Regions from separate parts of the Mus musculus genome. Here region 1 is linked to region 2. Evidence: chromatin contacts called from public HiChIP or PLAC-seq data. All regions are on one chromosome and are shown on one strand. The core of a region is the stretch at or near the end of the contact, and the rest is flanking DNA. Distances in the headings are between cores, read along the strand shown.

What was found. HiChIP or PLAC-seq counts read pairs in DNA pulled down with a chosen protein or histone mark.
Region 1: an H3K4me3 HiChIP or PLAC-seq map of bone marrow-derived macrophages shows a contact between it and region 2, with 4 times the contacts expected there. The contact joins two enhancer-like sites. A contact is called at or near these places in 1 of 15 datasets of contacts at CTCF or cohesin (the NIH/3T3 cell line), 1 of 484 Hi-C or Micro-C datasets (bone marrow-derived macrophages), 1 of 115 datasets of contacts at active chromatin or transcription factors (bone marrow-derived macrophages) and 1 of 9 other capture datasets (embryonic stem cells).

Annotation. Positions count from the first base shown.
Region 1 is chr3:126,922,419-126,925,614 of GRCm38.p6, forward strand. Ank2 (ankyrin 2, brain) reads right to left here. Exons shown (of 48, transcript NM_001327938.1): 48 at 1-1,553. The coding sequence ends at 1,539. Among named protein-coding and RNA genes, the nearest start is that of Gm25501, 81 kb to the right of the region's middle. Within about 2 kb of position 1,328, at least 56 of the 459 cell types and tissues checked have an H3K27ac peak or open chromatin away from gene starts, as enhancers often do. A contact at or near this core is called in bone marrow-derived macrophages, where this site is marked.
Region 2 is chr3:126,608,191-126,611,171 of GRCm38.p6, forward strand. The region is part of intron 2 of Camk2d (calcium/calmodulin-dependent protein kinase II, delta); the gene reads left to right. Among named protein-coding and RNA genes, the nearest start is that of Camk2d, 13 kb to the left of the region's middle. Within about 2 kb of position 1,326, at least 101 of the 459 cell types and tissues checked have an H3K27ac peak or open chromatin away from gene starts, as enhancers often do. A contact at or near this core is called in bone marrow-derived macrophages, where this site is marked.

The DNA of each region.
Region 1 (3,196 bases), core at 78-2,577, 310 kb after region 2:
AATCACTAGGGGGATTCGACATAGGGCATGGGGAGCACTCAGACTGTCATTGTCCCTTCTCTAAAACAAACAGAAAGTCACACAAATGCACTTCAGTTTCCAAGAGTGACTGGGGTTTGAATAAATAAACCAAAAAAAAAAATTAATGAGAACCAAATTTTCCAAGGATTTCCCAAAATCTCATCTGCAAGCTGAAGAGCAGACATGGCGAGAAAGTTGAGACTCAGAGTGAAAACCATTAGTGTAATGAGAAGATGTGTGTGTGTGTGTGTGTGTGTGTGTGTGTGTGTGTGTGTGTGTGATGCTACATGCAGGTATTAGAGGAAAGATAAACTTGGAGGTGGGGAAAAAGAAAAGAAAAGAAAAGAAAAGAAAAGAAAAGAAAAGAAAAGAAACCACTCCAACATGGTGACAGCATTTAACCTTTTGTGTGGTGCATAAATCTTGTTTCCAATGAATTATCTACAGTGCAGTGGCCAGAAGAAAGTACCACCAGTAAGACAGCGTGGTTTGCTAAAGCAGCAATGAACACCGGAAAACTACAGTAGTTATAGCTTTTAAAATACCCTGCCAACGTGTCCAAAGTCAAAAACACCTGAAGGTGCTAGAACACCACCCCTGAAGCTTCTAGCACCAGAATACCTCGCTGTTTCCATCTGCTGGCCTGTGAGTCCTTCTCCCTCTCCCTCAGGGCCACAGTCCAAGAGCCAACGGCTATGGCTGACCAGTCCTAGAGACCACTCCTAGGGATTCTTCTTCAAGATTATGATCCTGACGGCTTTAAGAGCAAATGGCTACTCTGGAAGTTCTAAGGACGTGTCTAAGTCTGAAGTGTTTCTTCCATAGAACTGTATTACCATTTGATTGTGTTAGCAATATCATAATTAACCATTGTTCAGCAATATCTAGAGGCTTTTATTCCATGATGCCCAGTGTAATTATGACAGGCAGTGGTTTGAATTTTACTCTGTTGTTCGTCTGAGAATTTCGGCTATATACATTATACATAGATACCCTTGGAAGGATTCCCCTGTCATTTGAAGAAGTCTGCAGGTGAAGTTCTTCTGATTCATGGAGTTTCATGGAGCTTGAGCAGAAGCAAACAATAGAGATGCCAGTTCCCAGGTTAGCACGGATGCTCAAAATAGTGGATACAGCATCCGGAAGGAAGGATGCTATCTTTGGTCACAAATTAGCTTATAGTTAGAGAGGGGCAGGGAGAAAGAAGGAAAAGTAGATGCTGTGTGTTTGCTGAGAGTGGAAGTGTCACTGGGTCCCAGTAATTAGGCCACTTCAGTCACTCCTGCGCAGAAATGGGAAGTTGCATATTGAGTGGGTTTGTGGTTTCTGGTGAGAACTGGGCAGCTCCTCATTTGGCCTCTTGCTTTGTGTTCTCCTTGCAGAAGTGCCGAAGGAGTTGCTGGAGATCTCGCTGGAGGTCGTCTTGGTCCAGTGCTCCGGGAACATCCTCCAGGTGCTCCAAGGTGATGTGTTTCCCCTGCTGGTCCTTCACCACAGCCCTCCTCTGTGTCCTGGCTTTACTCATTGTTGTCCTACAGGAAGCAGACGAGATTAATTAGGCTCTGTCTTCCCTGAACACCCAAGAACTTCCTGTTTCACCTTTGCATGTGTTTCTATTAGCATGTTTCTCGAGTTTCTCACAAGTGAGCTTCTCTTGTCAGAAAGGACCTGATTTTTTTTTTTTCATCTTTTAGAAACACTTCATGGGAAAGACTCTGTGTGTCCATTTTATTTTCTCAAAGAGAAGCCAGGTCATATGACTCATGTTCCGGTTGAGCTGCACGGATCTGAAAGATCCTTGTCTGCTCTGAAATAACCATCCCACAGGCACCACTGGCACACTCAGAAAAATCATTTAAAATCGATTCACTTCGCAGACCTCAACTTTGCCCAAATTTTGTCTTACTAGCACTTTCCTGTGAGATTCAGATCTTTAAAAACTGGGATATTCTATCAATATACAAGACAGGGACTACCAACAGGAAGGTCTCTGAAGCTTCCCTGGGAGTTAGCAAGAAAGGGAAAGGAAACAGATATGACTTGTGAGAGCTGACACTTCTTGTGTATCCTCAAGACCTCCATATGCCTAAGTCCTGTGCATCCCTGCATGCCAGTGCATCCCTGCATGCCTGTGCATCCCTGCATGCCGGCCGCTCCCTTCCCTGTCGCCTCACGAGGAGCTTCTTGAGAAAGGATGCTATAGCTTACTGTTTTATTTCATACAGTTATTTTCTTAGATTCCCCCACTTGAAAATGATACTACAATTTGTTCTCTCTGTATTCTTCTTGCTTTCTACCTGTGAGAATAATGCTTCAACTGCAAATATGTGTTGAGTATATTTTACGTACATACTATCCTATCATAGTTATGACAAATAAGAAAAATTGACTTTAGAGGATTTTAACGACATCCCACATTATTATTATTATTATTATTATTATTATTATTATTATTTATTATTATTATTAAAAGTGTTAGATAAGGGACTGGGATTCCTGAGCCTGTGTCCATATCTGGGAAGTCATGGACCTTCAAATCCAGCAACAGAGAAGGACAAGCATTTTCCTAATGAATTCCCAGTGTTTAGAAGCTGAAGTTCTGACCATGGTCAAACCTGGAAACACTCACTGGGACAATCGTGTATTCTAAAAATTTACTTCTTCCATAATACTTACAGCTTCCCTCTGAACATCCTTGCTTCCTTCTCCCTTTCCCCAAACCTTTCACTCTAGTAGATATTAAGTGAATTGTATTTTTCATTTGATGGCATATCTACATTTGTTCCTCTTGATGGAATATTCAAACTTGATTGCTGTGGATGCAATCAGTTTGTGTTATTTCTGGTGGTCCCCAGCAGTGCTGCTTCTTTTACTCCACAAAAGGCAAATATCAGCCTCTTTCTGTAGAAGTTAGGAGACATTTCATAGCTCTCTTGTCACAGGGCAGGCCTATAGCCTAAGTCTCTTCCTTCCTTCCTTCCTTCCTTCCTTCCTTCCTTCCTTCCTTCCTTCCTTCCTTCCTTCCTTCCTTCCTTTCTTCCTCCCTCTCTCTCTCTCTCTCTCTTTCTTTCTCTCTCTCTTTCTTTCTTTCTTTCTTTCTTTCTTTCTTTCTTTCTTTCTTTCTTTCCTTCTTTCTTTCTTCCTTTTAGTTTTCTACAGATGTATGCAGATGTTT
Region 2 (2,981 bases), core at 76-2,575:
GGCTGGGCTGTTTCCTGTACTTCTGAAGCTGTCCGTGAGTTCCTGGCTCAAGCTTATTCCTTCCCAGGCCAAGAGTCAGTTACTGTCCCTGAAGATTTTTGGAGTCAAACTCCTTATCAGCCATCCAGCTTGTTTTGAATTTAACTGGAAGATCTTCAGTAATGGAAAACTCACACACTCATTATATAGGTTAATTGTAATTTATTTTGTGTTGCACAATATAGACTCACAGACCAACAGGCATTATTTTCTATGTATTAATGAATTATTTTGGCCTGGCAAGATGTCTGGGTGGGGAAAGGTGCTCATCGCAAAAGCCTGGCAACCTAAGTTTGATCTGATTCCTAGACTCTGTGTAAAGGTGAATGAAGAGAAGCAATTGCATGAAGCTGTCTTCCAGTCTTCTTACACAGCCTCATACAACAACAACAATAATACAATAACAACAACAACAACAAGGAGAAGAACAACAACAATATCAATGGCAACAGAAATACCATTTTACCTTTTCCATAAAGGCCTTCAGAAGATAATAAGTATTTGGAATTTTTAATAGTAAAGTGTTTTTCCCCTATAGTTTTCAAGACATTTTATTAATATGATGTACACACCCTGAAAAGTTAAGAATAATTTAGATAAAGGGGGCTTTTTAAAAACTAGGGCTGGAAGGATGTGTCAACAGGTAAGAGCACTTGGTGCTCTTGCAGAGGACTGGAATTCGGGGCTCAGTGCTCACACTGGGTGGCTCCCCTGCCTGTTTCAGGGGATTTGAGAGTCTGTTCTACATTCATGGCACCTGCATGCACACGCATACACACAACACACACACACACACACACACACACACACACACACCACACACACACAGAAGTTAAACTTCAATTTTTTTTTAAGAATTAATATAGCAAGAGAAAGTTGATCAAACATGTCATTCTGTGCATGGCTGAGTTATGACCTGTTATGCTATTTTTGTAAAGTTGAAGGTTGAAGCTTTAATGGAGGAAATAGACAGTTTCTGGTATTTGGAGGGCTGTGCCTAGGAAGTATGTCACCCACTACTGCTCTCTTCCCCAGGTGGTGTCCGCATCTCTGGAACATTCCAAGCACTTGTGCTTGTCCTTTTCTTACCTCAGGTCCACGTAGTCTCTGTCACTTTGGTGTTTGTAACGATTCATTCCAATAGGAGTCCAGTTTCCATCTTGCTCTACAGCCCTTTTCAATAGCTTCCCCAGCAGACTTGCTGGCTGACAGTTGTTACATTGTTAACACATAAACACACACTCTATTCAATCACTCCTGAGACCCTATGGCAGTGACTTGTTCTGAGTAACTTGACTACTTCCTGCCCTCGCAGTAGACAGTTTCTATCCTCCAGTACAGCGGCCTCCCTAAGGCTAAGACCCTCTAACCCAATTCCTCATGTGGTGGTGACCCCCCCCCGCCCCCACCCCCCTAACCATAAAATTATTTTTATTGCTACTTCTTAATTGACATTTTGCTACTAATTGCTAATCATAATGTTAATATTTATATTTTCCGATGGTTTTGCGTGACCCTGTGAAAAGGGACAGGACCCAGAGGTTGACAAACTCTGATCTAGTATTTCCAGCTCTACTGGGGTGGAAGCCGACCTAGAGAATACAGAATTGTGAGAGGGCTGTTAAGAGATAAGGCCTTTGAGGAAGTGCTTTAAGATCAGGAAGAGATAGCTGTACTGGCATCAGGGCTACTGTGCTGAGAGAAAGGGCGAAGTCCGGTACCACCCAAGGATGGAATGGGAAGTCTGAGCATTCCAAATAGTGTAGAACGAACTCTTCCTCCTTTAAGACCCAGCTCAGGTGGTACCTCTCCTATGATGTCACCTCTCTCTACCCAGAAGGGCCTCCCCCCTCCTTCAGTCTTTTGTCATTTGAATGGCTTGCTGCACATTTTCCATTTCCCTTTCTACTACAATTATATATGTGGCAGTTTTGAGGTTCCCTGTGGAGATCCTTAATTTATCTTAAAATCTGCCGGCTGCGGTGATTATAGCATCACAAGCTCTTGTCACTGTTGAATGAGTGGGGAAACGAACCTATGACAGGCTGTGTCTTAGAGAGGCGGGGGCGAGTGACAGTGGGGCTGGTGGGGCTTTATGTCAGACTGCACCCAGTCACGTCGCAAGTTAACTGCTGATTCCCGAATTATTTCCTCAGTTCTCTCGGTACACATCCGGCCTTGTTGGATGGAGTTTTATCTAATCCTGTCCTTTTTCTGAGCAAACTTGTTGAAATTTCTCATTGGTAGTCTCCCCTTGTTCTGTTACACAACGGTTGTTAATGGGGTGTGGTAGCACTTTCGTGCCTCTTAGCCCCGGTTCAATACTGCCAAACTCACATCATCATCATCATGCTCACTTTAAAATGTATTTATACACTTTCAATTTATAAACTACAAATTATGAAATGTAATTATAAACTTTGACAGTACTTCAGGGAGAGATTTTTAATTTTTATAGATGCATGTAAAATGAATTATAGCATACAATACTTATACTAATCTAGACTTTAGAAAAGTACAGAAAAACTAAAAAGGGACATATTTATGTCTTTCCAAGCAAGCACTGATAACCTTTTTTTTTCATTTCTTTATTTCTTTTCAAAGTTCGTAATTTTTTATTATAAAATTTTATTTTCATTTATTTATTTTGTGTTACGTGTGGGCAAATGACTTTGCCTGTATATGGAGGTTAGAGGACAGCTGGCAGCAATTCTGGATAAAGGTCAGGTTGTCAGGCTTGTGTGAAAGTTCCCTAATCTGCTGAGCCCTCCCAGCTGGCCCCTGCCTTTCCCCCTAACCTACCTACTTCCTTGGCTGCCCACTCCCTCTTTCTCTCTTTCAAACTGGACATTTTGGTCTCCAGTTTTACTTAAAATTACAACACATCCCTGTGTTGTGGAAATTCCTTTGAACTCTGAAGAACTGCACCCTGCTTCGCCGAG